Linked DNA regions of Gossypium hirsutum: all the other regions are linked to region 1. Evidence: chromatin contacts called from public Hi-C data. All regions are on one chromosome and are shown on one strand. Each heading gives the region's core, a stretch centred on a gene start, on an enhancer-like site or on the middle of the called end of the contact. The rest is flanking DNA. Distances are from core to core; before and after follow the strand shown.

The links. Hi-C and Micro-C count contacts between places; a contact is called where the count stands out from the background.
Region 2: a contact with region 1 is called in a Hi-C map of leaf, with 2.3 times the contacts expected there. The contact joins the promoter of LOC107910188 here to the promoter of LOC107910167 in region 1. A contact is called at or near these places in 4 of 34 Hi-C or Micro-C datasets (callus, hypocotyl and leaf).
Region 3: a Hi-C map of leaf shows a contact between it and region 1, with 1.7 times the contacts expected there. The contact joins the promoter of LOC107910170 here to the promoter of LOC107910167 in region 1. A contact is called at or near these places in 4 of 34 Hi-C or Micro-C datasets (callus and leaf).

The regions. Positions count from the first base shown.
Region 1 is chrD02:21,167,565-21,172,137 of Gossypium_hirsutum_v2.1, reverse strand. It overlaps LOC107910167, which reads left to right and starts at 2,453. Exons shown (of 4, transcript XM_016837945.2): 1 at 2,453-2,594; 2 at 3,182-3,277; 3 at 3,696-3,768; 4 at 4,564-4,573. The coding sequence starts at 3,193. It overlaps LOC107910166 (COP9 signalosome complex subunit 4), which reads right to left and starts at 2,311. Exons shown (of 14, transcript XM_016837942.2): 1 at 2,056-2,311; 2 at 1,827-1,978; 3 at 1,360-1,463; 4 at 1,196-1,256; 5 at 952-1,044; 6 at 755-855; 7 at 400-508; 8 at 267-311; 9 at 63-131. The coding sequence starts at 2,185.
Region 2 is chrD02:21,339,960-21,344,532 of Gossypium_hirsutum_v2.1, reverse strand. LOC107910188 (7-methyl-GTP pyrophosphatase) reads right to left here and starts at 2,044. Exons shown (of 9, transcript XM_016837963.2): 1 at 1,743-2,044; 2 at 1,495-1,566; 3 at 1,347-1,421; 4 at 730-810; 5 at 89-158; 6 at 1-13. The coding sequence starts at 1,769.
Region 3 is chrD02:20,998,878-21,003,450 of Gossypium_hirsutum_v2.1, reverse strand. It overlaps LOC107910170, which reads left to right and starts at 1,964. Exons shown (of 6, transcript XM_016837947.2): 1 at 1,964-2,632; 2 at 3,901-4,027; 3 at 4,302-4,441; 4 at 4,566-4,573. The coding sequence starts at 2,429.

The DNA of each region.
Region 1 (4,573 bases), core at 1,204-3,703:
AGACGGCAGAATTTACTTTTATTGTAAATGCAATACGTAGGCTAGTTCAAACTTTTTATAACCTGATGTGGTTTCAGTTCTTCAGCAAATGCATCAATTTCAGGTTTTCTTAATATTCTCTCCAAATAAACCTGTTAATTTCAATAAAAATCCCCATTAGGATGGACTTTAAGGTTCTGCAATAGATATAGACAGCAATGTGCAAGACAAGTGCATGAGGAAATGCATATGTGTGAGTGTGTGTGCCTAGATGCAAAAGAGAGAACCTTTCGTAATATTGGATAAATCTTCAGCTTGGAGCAACGTTCATCCTGAAACATGCACAAATCATTGACATGATTAGAATCAAACAATTTAAAAAAAAAAAAAACTCCTATTACATTCAGGAGAAAGCTTTACTTTGTAAAGTGTGGCAAGAACACGAGAACGCTGAGGACCTGCACCAGCTAATATTGTACATGTAACAGCAGCAGATAGAGCTTGCTCCAGAGCATCCTCGTCAATGGTTCTGTAATAGGTGAACATTGATAATTTTTTTATCATAAGCCCTCAGACATATCATGATAGTAATAAAAAGGGGGAATCAGATACAAGCAAATTGATAGCTGTACAAGGTATGCAAAACACAATGTTTATCAATGCAAACACTATGTATAGAGTGATGCAGAACAAGATCAATTAGCTTTTGTATATGTCAGCTAATAAAAGCTTTAAGCAAAACATTTACATAAACAAATATAGCGTAATTACATACTCGTCTCCTATTTGTCGCTTCTCAATTTGAGATATGTCATAGTATCGCAATGCTGCTTCCAAGAACTTCCTCTTTAAATCCAAAATCCTTGCATAACATACCTGAAAACAAGAGGAAAAGAAAAAAGAAATTAAACGAAAGAATGACAGGAATTGCAGCCCTAAATTACAGTTATTGACCTAAAAACTGTGCCAAACCTTGTATTGTAAAATCAAAACTTCATGCTGACTGTTGCTAACCAAGAATGAAGCTTTATTAATAAAAGCTTCTGCATTAACAGAATCATCATCCTGTAAAATATTCAAGCAATGGTTTCAGGTCACCTTTCAATATTGGTTTTACATGCAAGAAATAGAATAAGTAACTGAATTACTCCTTGAAATTCTAAGGCATCCAAACTTGCCTATGTAATGCTAGCATTCAGTCAAAAAATTGAAATACCTCAAGATAGAGACGGGCAATTTGGACACATTTTGACAATCTGAATGTATCATCAATAACCCTGATAGTCATATCACAAAACAGATAAGCTCACCAATAGGAACACAGAAGAAAATATTCAACAACCTTCATCACAAAAACTAAAGAGAATCTTACTCTCAGACCTCATTCCAGAGTCCAAATCAATCCCACTTAGCATCTGCGCTGCTTTTGACCACTGCTGCTCCGACTCATACAACTCAGCAAGTTTCTCTCGGATAATCAGTACCTATATAACTCATACAGAGTAAGCAGCTTTATTTAAACAATCATCCATATTCCATAAGTCCATTAGTACCTCATCCAAAGAAAATCAAAACGCCAAACTTGAAAAAAGGGAAGGGGAGGAAAAAACAACCCTATTCTTTGTTTTGCATACAAACTTCGACCAAAGTTTAAGTCACGCCGCGAGAAAAACTTAACTAAAAGAACAGTAACAAATTTAAGAAGAATAATTAATGAAATCGTGATATTTCAATCAAATTCTTTCGACGACAGAAAAAAGTTCACAATGTGGTATTTTAAAATAATAAAAAAAACCAAATTCTCAAGTAACTTTCACTAAAGAGCTAGCTGTCAAATTAAAAGCAACCTGTTCTTCAAATGAAACGACACGAGGCTGAATTTGAGCAAGGGTATAATGAGCAATTTCCTTTTGTGCCTCAGGCTCCAACCTTCCTAATTCTTGAGCGAAAGTTTGTAAAAGCTGCCTTGATACCACCAGTGGAACATCGTCCGATAACACTAAAAAGAATAAAATAAAATAATTAAACCTAAAAAACCTTAGATAACTTTAAATCAAGCAAAGGTAAAGCAATTACTATGATCGATGAATTTCTTGGCTTGAACGATGTCGTTGGATGAGAAAACAGTTGATAGAATGTGTTTGTATTGCTCGATTTTCTGCCTCTGGTCTATAATTTCCGATGCGTTTGCTAATGCACTCTCCATTTGCTTTCGATCTCTGCTTCAAAAGTTTTCGAAACCCTAATTTCTTTTTCCAGAGAGAGAAGAAATGAGAGATTTTAACGAAATCGAAGGTTTACTGTTTATGGTGGTTTATTTTTTGCTTTCTAATTTCTGCTACTGAATCAAAGCAGGGAGTTTACGATACGGACCACTCTTTGGTTGCAATCAAAAAGAGCGAATTAAAAACTGACACGTGGTAAATTAAATGGCATTTCTGTCATTTAATCGTTAAAGAAAAGTAAATGCTGTCTTCTTTGACCGCAAGACCCAAAGGCTAAAAACTCTTCTTTTTCTCTCTGTGAATTAGCAAATCCCAAAGGAGCTCTGTACTCTCGATCCGATCACGGGAACCGTAATTTTCGTGACCGTCCGCGGCGTATTCATTGGTTAGGTAAGCTTTTGATTCATTTCTCCTCAAGATTTTGTTTTTCTTTTTCGCTAAGTTGTTCGAGAAATCTGAAGCTATTTCTTAATGAAATTAGCGTAGAATTCCTTCAATCCTTGCATTTAAATTTATATTTTTATTTGATCCAAAGACATAATCTCCTCATCCGTGGATACAACTCAAGTATGGTTCAATTTTCAGTTTTCCTGCTCTTGATTTTAATTTGTTGTGGTTTGGCATTATTCCACTTCGTTTCCTTGAAAAAAATGCTTTTCTTTCTTGTTTGTTTTATGGCGCAAGTAAAGTAAATAATATAAAAGAAAGATTTGGATATTAGACTATCGAGTTTCCTCATATCTTTATGATAATCATGTATGAATATGTGGTTCATGGCCGTTGTATTGAGGAAAAAGAAGTTGCAGCTGACCGAAATTGAATTCTAAGTTACGATGATTTTAGCAACGTATATAGCACATTTTATAACTATAATGTCATTTTCAAAGAATTTGTATTATTTTATTTTATTGGATTATTTTGATCATCGTTTGTGTCTGCAATGATTTTTCCAGGCATCTATTTGTATTTGTTTTTAGGGGTTAGAGATATGAATTGGGTCCAACGCAAGATCTATCTCTACAATGTCACATTTGGACTCTACATGTTGGATTGGTGGGAGCGTTACCTTTTCAGTATCCTTTTTTACTTACTTTTTGTTTGATGATGCCTAATCTGTTTAAGTTCTCATTTAGAATTTTCAGGGTTTGAACACTGTAGTGCTGTTAATATTTTGTTTCGATGACTTTTATCAGTTGTCTTCTTTTGCCTAACAAAATGATGAAAATGGAAAATGGTCATTTTGTGGAAGCCTATCCAATGGCAAAATTATGCTAATTTAGTTTATAAGGAGTTGTTTTCTATTTTCTGGTATTATCTGATTTACTGTGTCATCGATTTTAGTATTTGGTTGGTTGGTTGTCTTATTTTATAATGTTTGATTTAGGAATTTTAAAATAGTCAAAGGATCCTATTGGCATCTTTGTCACCACACCAGTTTTTAAGTCCAAGTATCACTATAATTCCCAATTGTTAGTTCCTAAACCATGGAAGACACACTGGTTATTGTGTTGATGTGGTTCATCTTTTACAACAGCTCGCGATATGTAACGGAGTTTTACAAGAGGTAGATCCTTACTTTGTCCTCTGGTTCCATTTCACTGAAATAATTTTGGTTGGATAGACACAAACTTTCTTGTTTAGGACTTGGTTTATCATCCTAATATAGTTAAATATTGATCCTTTTGTGCCTTTGGCTGTCACTGAAATGTGGGTTTTTTTTATTTTTTTGAACATACTGAAATGTGGATTTAAGTTCTTTCTAGGTTTGGGAATTTGGTTCTTGTTTGGATTGTCCTGGCAAATATGACTAAATTTCGTTTTGTTTTAGTCTTGCTATTCTAGAAATCATTTATAAACAAAAGAAGGAAATGGGGGATAAAAAAAGAGTGGTTTTATAAACTTGTTTCATATTGTTGAAGCTGATTGATATGACCTGAAAAATTAGAATTACAAAATCAAGATTGTTGATAAATAATGAGATGTCACCAAATTTTGTGTTCTTGACTCCCTATCTAAAAGATTTTATATGTTGCATCCTTGCTGATTGCCTTAAATGATTGCAAATGATGTTTTGAAACATACTTTAGGTTGCATACTGCATCTTGCAAATTTGATGATTAATTTTTAAGATTGTGATGCTGAGGAAGGTCGGATTTGTGTTTCCAATGTTGTTAATATGGGCTAGCCAAAACTAAACCGTTCTTTTTAATTGGTCCTTGTTGAAAATAAATAAATGACACTTATGCATTTCCCTGATGGCCAGTGCGGCTGTTAATTTTAATGGTTGTTTGGCTTCAACTTGGACCATTGTAGTGGATCCGCTCTTGCGTAATAATTATTTCTTTTCTCTAAATTTCAGGCATCTATCC
Region 2 (4,573 bases), core at 795-3,294, 170 kb before region 1:
CCACCTGAATAGCCTGCGCAAATGGTTAATCAGTAAAGTTTTGAAAGAGTAGAACAGTAGAAATTGGATCGAGAATATTATCACAAACCTTTTATAAATTGATGTGCTTCTTCCTCATTGGCCGGTTTTTCCCTTATAACACCTTCATAGACCACCACCTCCGGAACATTTAACAATAACAGTGAGATATCAAAGTAAAAATGTTTCTTACAGCATGAAAATATTATTAAATGTGCCTACGCTTACAAGCATGGATTATCACCAATTTCCATCTATGAGATGATACATCGTACAAATGCATTTAGGCAAAAAAACAAACGTTTGCAAGATAAGCCTACACGATAGTGGTGCATATCTTACCACACTTCTAGCATGAGGAAATGGTAAATCTGACTATTTGTGAGACATTAGCCTCTTATAAGTATCGAAAAATTACAGTCAAAAGACTTCTCATTAATCATGAAAAGGAACAAATCCATTGCAACATCTATTTAAGGAAGCATTAAATTATAAGAACCTGTTAAAAAAGTTTAAGATAGAAACTTATTTACCTATATATGGTTTAAAAATGAAATTTCCTCCAAAGAGCCAAATAACATTTATAACAGAAATAAAATAGATTTTCGCGATCAAAGAAGCATTATTCAAAATTTTGACACATGCAACAAAGACTACAACATAATTAAACATTTCAGAAACTCTAAAGCATGTCCAAGAATAGATATTTACTTGATCAGAAGTAATTAGTAATGTTGGCTCAGCTTCCTTTACATAATCACTGACAGGAAGCCTCTGTAAGATTGCGTCTGCCTGAAAAAATTCATTCCAGATAAGCCGAAGCAACAGAATATACGAACACAATACCATGCAGCAGGCAACAGAAGCAGTGGCAACAATGAATAAGAAAGATTATCCATGTAAATTTAATGATCTGAAAGGGAATGTACAAAGGCTACAGTTTGAATGTATGCTGTCGCAAACTTGACCGGTCTCAGTCCCTTAATTATTTTGAAATACATCTAACACGGATCAAAACCAGAATTTCACCAAGAGAAATATGATTCAAACTAAGCATCCTATTACACTTAAGTTGCAATAACAACATGATACTGGAGCCCTAAATAGCACTTTGCAGTTTTATTACTGTGGAATTGATAAAAGAAACTCGAAAATTTCCCTCCAATTTACAATAAAACACCCAGAAGCACAATAAAGAAGAAGAAAAGATGAAACACTGCTCACAGCAAGCAAATAAATACATCGATTCTAGGCTCTAAAATTTTTCAGTCAATCAAAACAATCATTCCAAATGAACACAGCAAGATTAAGTAAAAGAAGAGGAAAACCTTTGCTTCAGCAAGGGCCATGACCAACTCCTCTGGCTTCTCCTTTCTGATACCTTTCTCGTCAATGTCTGCACTCTGCAAAAATAACAAAAAGTGAAACTTCTTTTTCCCCTAATATATTAAAATTTCCAAAAGAAATGAAAATTACCATGAGTGTGAATTCATATCCCATTTCAGTTAATATTTTACGACGAGGTAAGGAAGATGACCCCAATATTATCTGCAGTGAAACAACTATCAAACAGTTAAACTGTCAACAGCGTTTTTGGAAAGCTAATATTCGGGGGTTTTCCTTTTATTTTTATTTTCATTTTTAAATTGTTGATATAAATTTGTTTTTAAGACAAGCAAATAGAAACAAAGATGCTGTCAAGTAAGTGACTAGTTTTGGCGTACCTTGAACTGAGAAGTTTTGTCTTCCATTTTTGTCTCTGCAAAAAGCGGAGCTCTACTGATCAGCGAGTATTTAGGGAGCAACAGTGAGTTAACGAAGAAAAGAGACCGAGTCTGAGATGGTGCGGACCGAAATAGGACCCTGGTGCCAAGCCCTATGGACCGCTAAGCCCGCCAATGCTCCATAAAATTTGTTCTAACGTGAAAGCCCAAGCCTAGAATTGTCAATACTCGTGAATTGACTGTAAAAATTGATTTTGCCATGATTTGTAAATGTATTCTTTGTTTATTTTTTGGGTGTAATCTGTCTTCAGTTACTGTTTGTCAACAATTTAAATTTTTCTTCAAATTTAATTCATTATTTTATTTTTGTTGGTTGTCATCTTTTAAAATAGAAATAAATATTAAAATTACTCATAAATTTAGCTCTAATGCTATTACAATAATTTTGATTTTATGCAGTTGTATTTATAAATCTTTTTTATTTAAGTTTCACAAATTACTTACATTGTTATTGATGTAACATCATTTTATATTTACATGCACTATCCAACAAAGATTATATTTATCTAATATGAAAACAAATTGATGCATTTAGCTTTTTAACTATATACAATTGAATTAAATTTAAAGTTTCATGTATACGATTGAACCAAAATCAAAAGTTAATGTATATAATTTTCGTCAAATCAAAATCCATGTATTACATTGCATCTACACAATTTATAAAGTTTTTTACTGAGTTGGTATGACCCATCAACCGAGCCTCAAACTCAATTAAGAAATTACCAAAAAAACCATTTTATTTGCAAAGTAAATTATGAACGATCCGGTTTTAGCCGGTGTCAAAAAATGTAGTTTTCGAAGTCGAATTTCGTAAATCGAAATAGTGAGAATATTAATCGAAGAATTTATGCATTAAGAATGAATCCATAATATGGATTTAATAAGTATTTAAATCAAGTAAGTCGTTAATTATAGTACATGGATTAAATTGTAAAAGTGTAATCATTAGTGAGAATCGATTTAGGAAATGCAAGAGGTCTTATGTAGCAATTTAATCAAGGTCTTAAATGTAATATGACCATTTTGAAAGTGTGATTAGTGGCTAAGTTTCATCTTTGCCATCAATCTCCACTAAGTGGGATGAGCATGAATCATGGCCATTCATAGATGATTAATTAAGTTTAATTAAGATTAATTAGGATTTTAATGACTTATATATATACCATCACTACAACAAAATAGGTTTTTAGCAGTACTTTTGGTGGCGTTTGGACAAAAAAACGCTGCTATATATTGGGAATTAGCGGCGATAGTCGAAAAATGCCGCAATATGTCGTGCATTAGCGGCGCTTGTTGAAAAACGCCACTATAGGTCGAGCGTTAGCGGCGCTCTTTGAAAAACGCCGCTAAAATTTAAGCATAATGCCGTCGTTTTATGTTGAGCTTTAGTGGAATTAGCGGCGCTTGTTGAAAAACGCCGCTATAGGTCGAGCATTAGTGGCGCTCTTTGAAACACGCCGCAAAAAATTAAGCACAACGCCGTTTTATGTTGAGCTTTAGTGGCATTAGCGGCGCTTTTTTGAAAAATGTCGCTATATGTCGAGCATTAGCGACGCTTTTGAAAAACGCCGCAAAAAAAATTAAAAACATCTGTTTTAACTGGTTTATTTATATTAATTAAAATATAATTTATTTTTAATTGAATATTTAAATTCTTCAGTAAAAAATAATGACATGTAGAAAAAATTTAAAAGTAAAAACATAGAAAAATATTTGTTAAAAATGAAAAAAAATTAAGAGACTATTATTTAAAATAATTTTAAAGTTTTTTGAGTACACGACTGGTTTTAATTTATATATTAAATAATTTTTTATATAATTATAAAAGAGATAGTATTAATTTTAAAATATTGAATTAATTATTATTATAGTTTAGAGTTTATGGTTTAGGGTATATGGTTTAGGTTTTAAGGTTTAAGATTTAGGGATTATGGTTTATGGTTTAAGGTTTAGGAGTTACTATTTTAAGGTTTACGGATTATGGGTTTAGAGTTTAAGGGTTAGGGTTTAAGGTTTAAGGTTTAGGGTTTAAGGGCTTAGGGTTTAAGGTTTAGGGGATAGGGGTTAGGGGTTTAAGGTTTAGATTAATTAGTGTTTCTTAATCAAGCCTTTTTCACCATTACTTGTAGGGTTCTTAGAATGCCATATGTTCGTGCTCGTGTTTGAAACAAGTTTCAGACACGAATACTTGAAGTAAAATCAAGAGTCAAAGGAATAGAATTATCCTTTCTATTAACCAATCATGTACTTCTTTCGTGTTGTTTTGATCCTTCTAATTTGTTCGATTCTATCATAACATCAAAAGCTTAATTTGTCTTCTTTAATACAAAAAACTACGTATTCTTCATTAGGAAGACATATCCAGCTCGAGTTTTCATATTATTTAAAATTATTTTCATACACAATTATAAAGTTTTACAAATTAAATATATAGTGTGGAACAAAAAAAATTTAATTTAAAGGAATTTAAGAAATAATTAAACCTTTCAAATATAGAAACAAATTTAATTTAAAGGAATTTTATTTTAATAAAAACGGCACCGTTTGATAGGATTTGTTAGTGGCGTTTTTGGTGAAACCGCAATATGTCGAGCTATAACGGCGCTATACTAAAAATGCCGCAAAAAGTTATTCTATTTTTATCAAAACAGTGCCTTACTATTTGCTTCTTTAGTGGCGTTTCTGGTAAAATGCCGCTAAAGGTCGGGCTTTAACGGCACTAGATTAAAAACGCCACAAAATGTTATTTTGTTTGAATCAACACGTCA
Region 3 (4,573 bases), core at 715-3,214, 170 kb after region 1:
ACCCTAAGAAGTCATTAAGTTGAGAATTAACCTAAATTTGGTATATCCTATCCGTGAACACCTTAACCCTGAATTGGTCTAGACTGTGAGGTCGAATGATAAGTAGTTCTTGCCGATTTGTTATTTTATTGGAAGATTGAAAGATCCTGCTGGGATATCGACTAGTTGATTAAACAAGGAAACCCGAAGCAACAGTTGTTTATGATTACTGAAGTGAGCTAATCACCCATGCCCATATTTGATATATTCTATTATTTGATTTCTCGTGCTTTATTTATTTATTTATTTTCTTTCTTCATTATTATTAGTATAGATCACTAAAACCTTTCTTTTTATCTCATCGTAATATAATTCATTTAAAGTACTAATTAGATCTATTTATGCTTAGGTTAGAATTAATTTAGTGCCCGTCTCCCTTGTGTACAATCCTTGGAGTACTCATCTACTCCGTTGTAACTATATTAAAACCTGACCCGTATACTTATGAATACTGCCTTTTCATATATTTTGTGTAAGATTTCTACTTTGGACGTTGGTATGTCCGAAGGCGGTTAATGACTCCAACTGAATTGAAAGAATTGAAATCTCAACTCAAAGAACTTTTAGATTGGGGATTTATTCAACTGACTGTGTTACGTTGGGGGGCTCTAGTGTTGTTTGTGAAAAAGAAAGCCTTGAGATTGTGTATCGACTATCGACATTTGAATAAAGTCGCCATAAAGAACAAGCATCCGCTACCCCGAATTGACGATTTGTTTGATCAACTGAAGGGAGCAACCTTATTTTCTAAGATTGATCTTTGGTCGAAATATTATTAAGAAAGGACGAGGTCCCAAGCATTGATTTAGTATCCAAGTTCCAGTTACATCATACACAACTGTGTAAGTGGAAGTTTTTGCCTAAATCATTTACAATTCTTTATTTGTCTCTGCATTATAATGATTTGATTTTAGTTTATAGTTTCCCAAACATTTATTTATACTTGTAATTATATTCTATTATGCCATAAAAGACATTTCGCAGACCTTGAACAATTGGTAAAGGTAGAGGCCTTAGGTTTTGAATACCCAAATTCGAGGCCTATAATGTGTAATTATATGCATGGGTTTCCGCGTCCCATCCTGTGAAGTTGCCATGTGTAGATTTTAGTTCAACTCATTGGCTTTAGTTTGGATTGTATCAGTTCTTAGTTCGTTTGTACTATTTGTGACAACTTAGACAATTTATTTGTGCTATAATAATTTGATATTTGTGATTACTCGGACATGTATTTATATTGTATTTTTGGTACATCTATACTATATTTAAGCATTATGCTAAATTGGTGTTACCTTAATTGGGTCACCAACTTAGTTATGAAATTACATAAATACTCCTTTTAAATTATAATTAATATTATTATGATGACATTTTTTCTTCTCATATTTTGGTACCATCTTTAAATAAAAAAATTAAAGATGAAAAATTTAAAGATTAAACATGTGTACAATAATATTAAAATACAAATTTATTATTGCTCCACCTATATTTATTTAATATATAATATTTTTAAAAGAAACTTTTGAAGAAAATGACTTTAATATACTTTTTTTTCTATCGCATGTGACAAAATTTAATATTTATGTTATATACTTTAATTGTACTATTCTTGTAATACTTAAAAAAATTTTAAAAACACTACAAAATTTATTTTTCCAATAGCATGAAAAGAAAAGAGAAATATATTAAAATAATTTTAGTAACGTTCAATAAACAATAATTTTAGAAGAAAATTTTGTACTATTATCATGTGTTTCCCATGACCAAAAGTATTTTCAAAAGTTTTTCTTAATTATTTCCTTCTTCCACGAGACACCTTAAAATTCGACATAGATTAGAAATTTGATGGAAGGGCAATGAGGTCATTTTCCCATATCCACGTACTCCATTTTACTGCAAGTCAAACGGTCAACCCCCACAGAATAAAACCGCTCCTTGAAGAAAAAACCGCTAGTGGCATTTTAGAAAATTTTCTCTACCTCACTGTAACGCATGATTGATGAGAAAACTATAACATCCTTGCGTGGCATTCCTTAATTGGTCCATTTCGGTTTGTCGGGATTCCTAGCGACACCAACCAATAAACAAAAACCAGTAACTCGTCTTTCTCTCACTAGAAAATGCTCTGATTTTTTGTTTTCTTTCTCTCTCTGAATTGTGTTCTCTCTCTCTCTCTCTCTCTCTCTCTCTCTCTCTCTTTCTTCTCCACAAAAATCCCATATTTTTTCTTAATTTCTCTCTCTTTTGCTTACGATAATAGCATATACGTATTCACCAATGCATGATCTTCCGATCCAATGTAATTTTGATCCTTAGCTTTGAATTTTTTACCGAGTTTGACCCACCTGATTGACTCACTGAGTTGGGGCTTCTTTTTGTTGGAGAAACTATGTTGGAGGCAATGGAGAGTTCTGTCAATGGCGGGGGTTTCTCGCAGTTTCAGAGCTGCGGAGACAGTAGTGAAGAAGAGCTCTCGGTTCTGCCACGTCATACTAAGGTGGTTGTCACCGGGAATAACCGTACTAAATCTGTGCTCGTTGGTCTTCAAGGCGTGGTCAAGAAGGCTGTTGGACTTGGCGGGTGGCATTGGCTGGTAATTCTTTGGGTTTTTTTTTTCAGTTTTGGTGGAAAATTGGTTCTGCTGTGTGATCTGGAAATTGGTTCGTCTTGATTTTTTTTTCTTTATAATGTTATTTTTTTTTCAAGATTAAGTAAATTTAAATTTGAAATTTTAAGGTAATGTGGATTCAATTCGAAGTTTTTATTTTTATGATTAAATGTTTGCTAGTAAAGCTTTTGGTTCACTACATGAATTCATATCTTTTTGGGTGATTTTGCATTAAATAATCTCTCTAAAACAATTAAATGTCCTGTGTTATAAGTTTTTTTTTGAATAAAACTGCAAATTTAAAAAAAAAATCTTCTCTATATTTGCTTGAATTTGATCGGTATCATTATATCAAATAAAAACAATGACATTTTACCTCTCACAAAATACAAATTTGAGGTTTTGGATGTGGGTTTTGATTGCATGTAAGTGTTCGTCCCTGGATCTGGAATTTTTAATTGTTTTACCTAATGTATGATGCTATTCGGGATTGTTACAATGGATTTTGATTTTTCTGGATTTTAGTCAATTTTTTTAATGTTTGCAATCTACTCTAAATCGTTGCTAATCGTTTCCATTTCTTTCCTGTTGAAATTTGTTAAGAAATTTATCATTATGCATGATTGGGCCATTCTTTTGATATTGTTGGAATTGATTTTATAACATTTCTCAATAATAATAAAAACCCCATATTTTATTTACTGGGTTTTGATGTTGTTTCTGCTGGGATATCGATCTCTCCATACTTCTTTTTTTGATGTTCATCAGCCATTCAGAACTTGCAATCATTTCCACACTTGACTTTGCTTTCTTGGTTTTTGAGAAAATCCCACTTATTATTATTATTGTTCATTGTTTTTCCCATTATTTGTAACTTCCATTTGTGGATCACATGATTTAATATGCTATTAATTCATTGTTTTCTGAAAATGATTATATTTTGATTCAATTGAGATGCTTCCACTTTTGATAAATTTCAAATGTGCTGGATTTTGTTTCCCAGTAATTTGCTCCTCTTTTATTATTACTGCCGAATTTTTTTATTTTTTGACAAATTCATAGATTTCTCCTTGAGTTTATGTGTTGTCGACACAAAAAGGGGAAAAAAAAACTATGGATTAGCTGGTGGATGGAAAGACAATTGAACAATGCTGATTCTAGCTGATTGTGTTGCATATTTTAGTTAAGAGTAGGCATTTCTTTACTTTGTAGCTGATAGTGATATTTGTTTTTCTAATTAATAAAAACCACAGGTTCTTACCAATGGCATAGAAGTAAAGCTACAGAGAAATGCACTTAGCGTGATTGAAGCTCCTACCGGTAATGAAGAAGATGACGATCTTGAATTCGAAAACATGCAGTGGAATGGATCAGACATGGGTGAGTTCCTATGTGTTCTTATGTGTTCTGTCTTGGAGGGGCAGGGGAGTGCTATGCCCATCATCCTAATAATTATACTTAATTGGTGATTAACCATTTTGGGCTATGATTTTGGATAATTTGTTTAGTGGAGCTTGGAACATTGGATCCTCTGTGTCTTCACTTTAACTTTCACTATTCCTAAAAGCTTCAAGTCTAATTTCTTTATCTTTTTGTTGGTCCCACCACCCTTTATTTTACTTTAATACTGCTTTTTCTATGTCTCAATTTCCAGCATCTGATGACACTCACAAGTCCCACAGATCGAGGCATAGAACGCATAAATCGACCGGTTCTTCTCACAAGACTATGAGCAGGTCTTTTTCTTGTGACTCACAGTCTAAGGGGTCTGTCTCCACACCTCGTGGGTCCACGGTAAATAATGAGTTTTGCATAGTTTGTTTTGGTCTATTGCAATACAGTATTGCTAATTTATGTTAGCCATCTATTCTTAGCCTAATTGTTGTCTTTGTTTTTTTCCATAATATCTCCCTTGTAGAAGGTTGA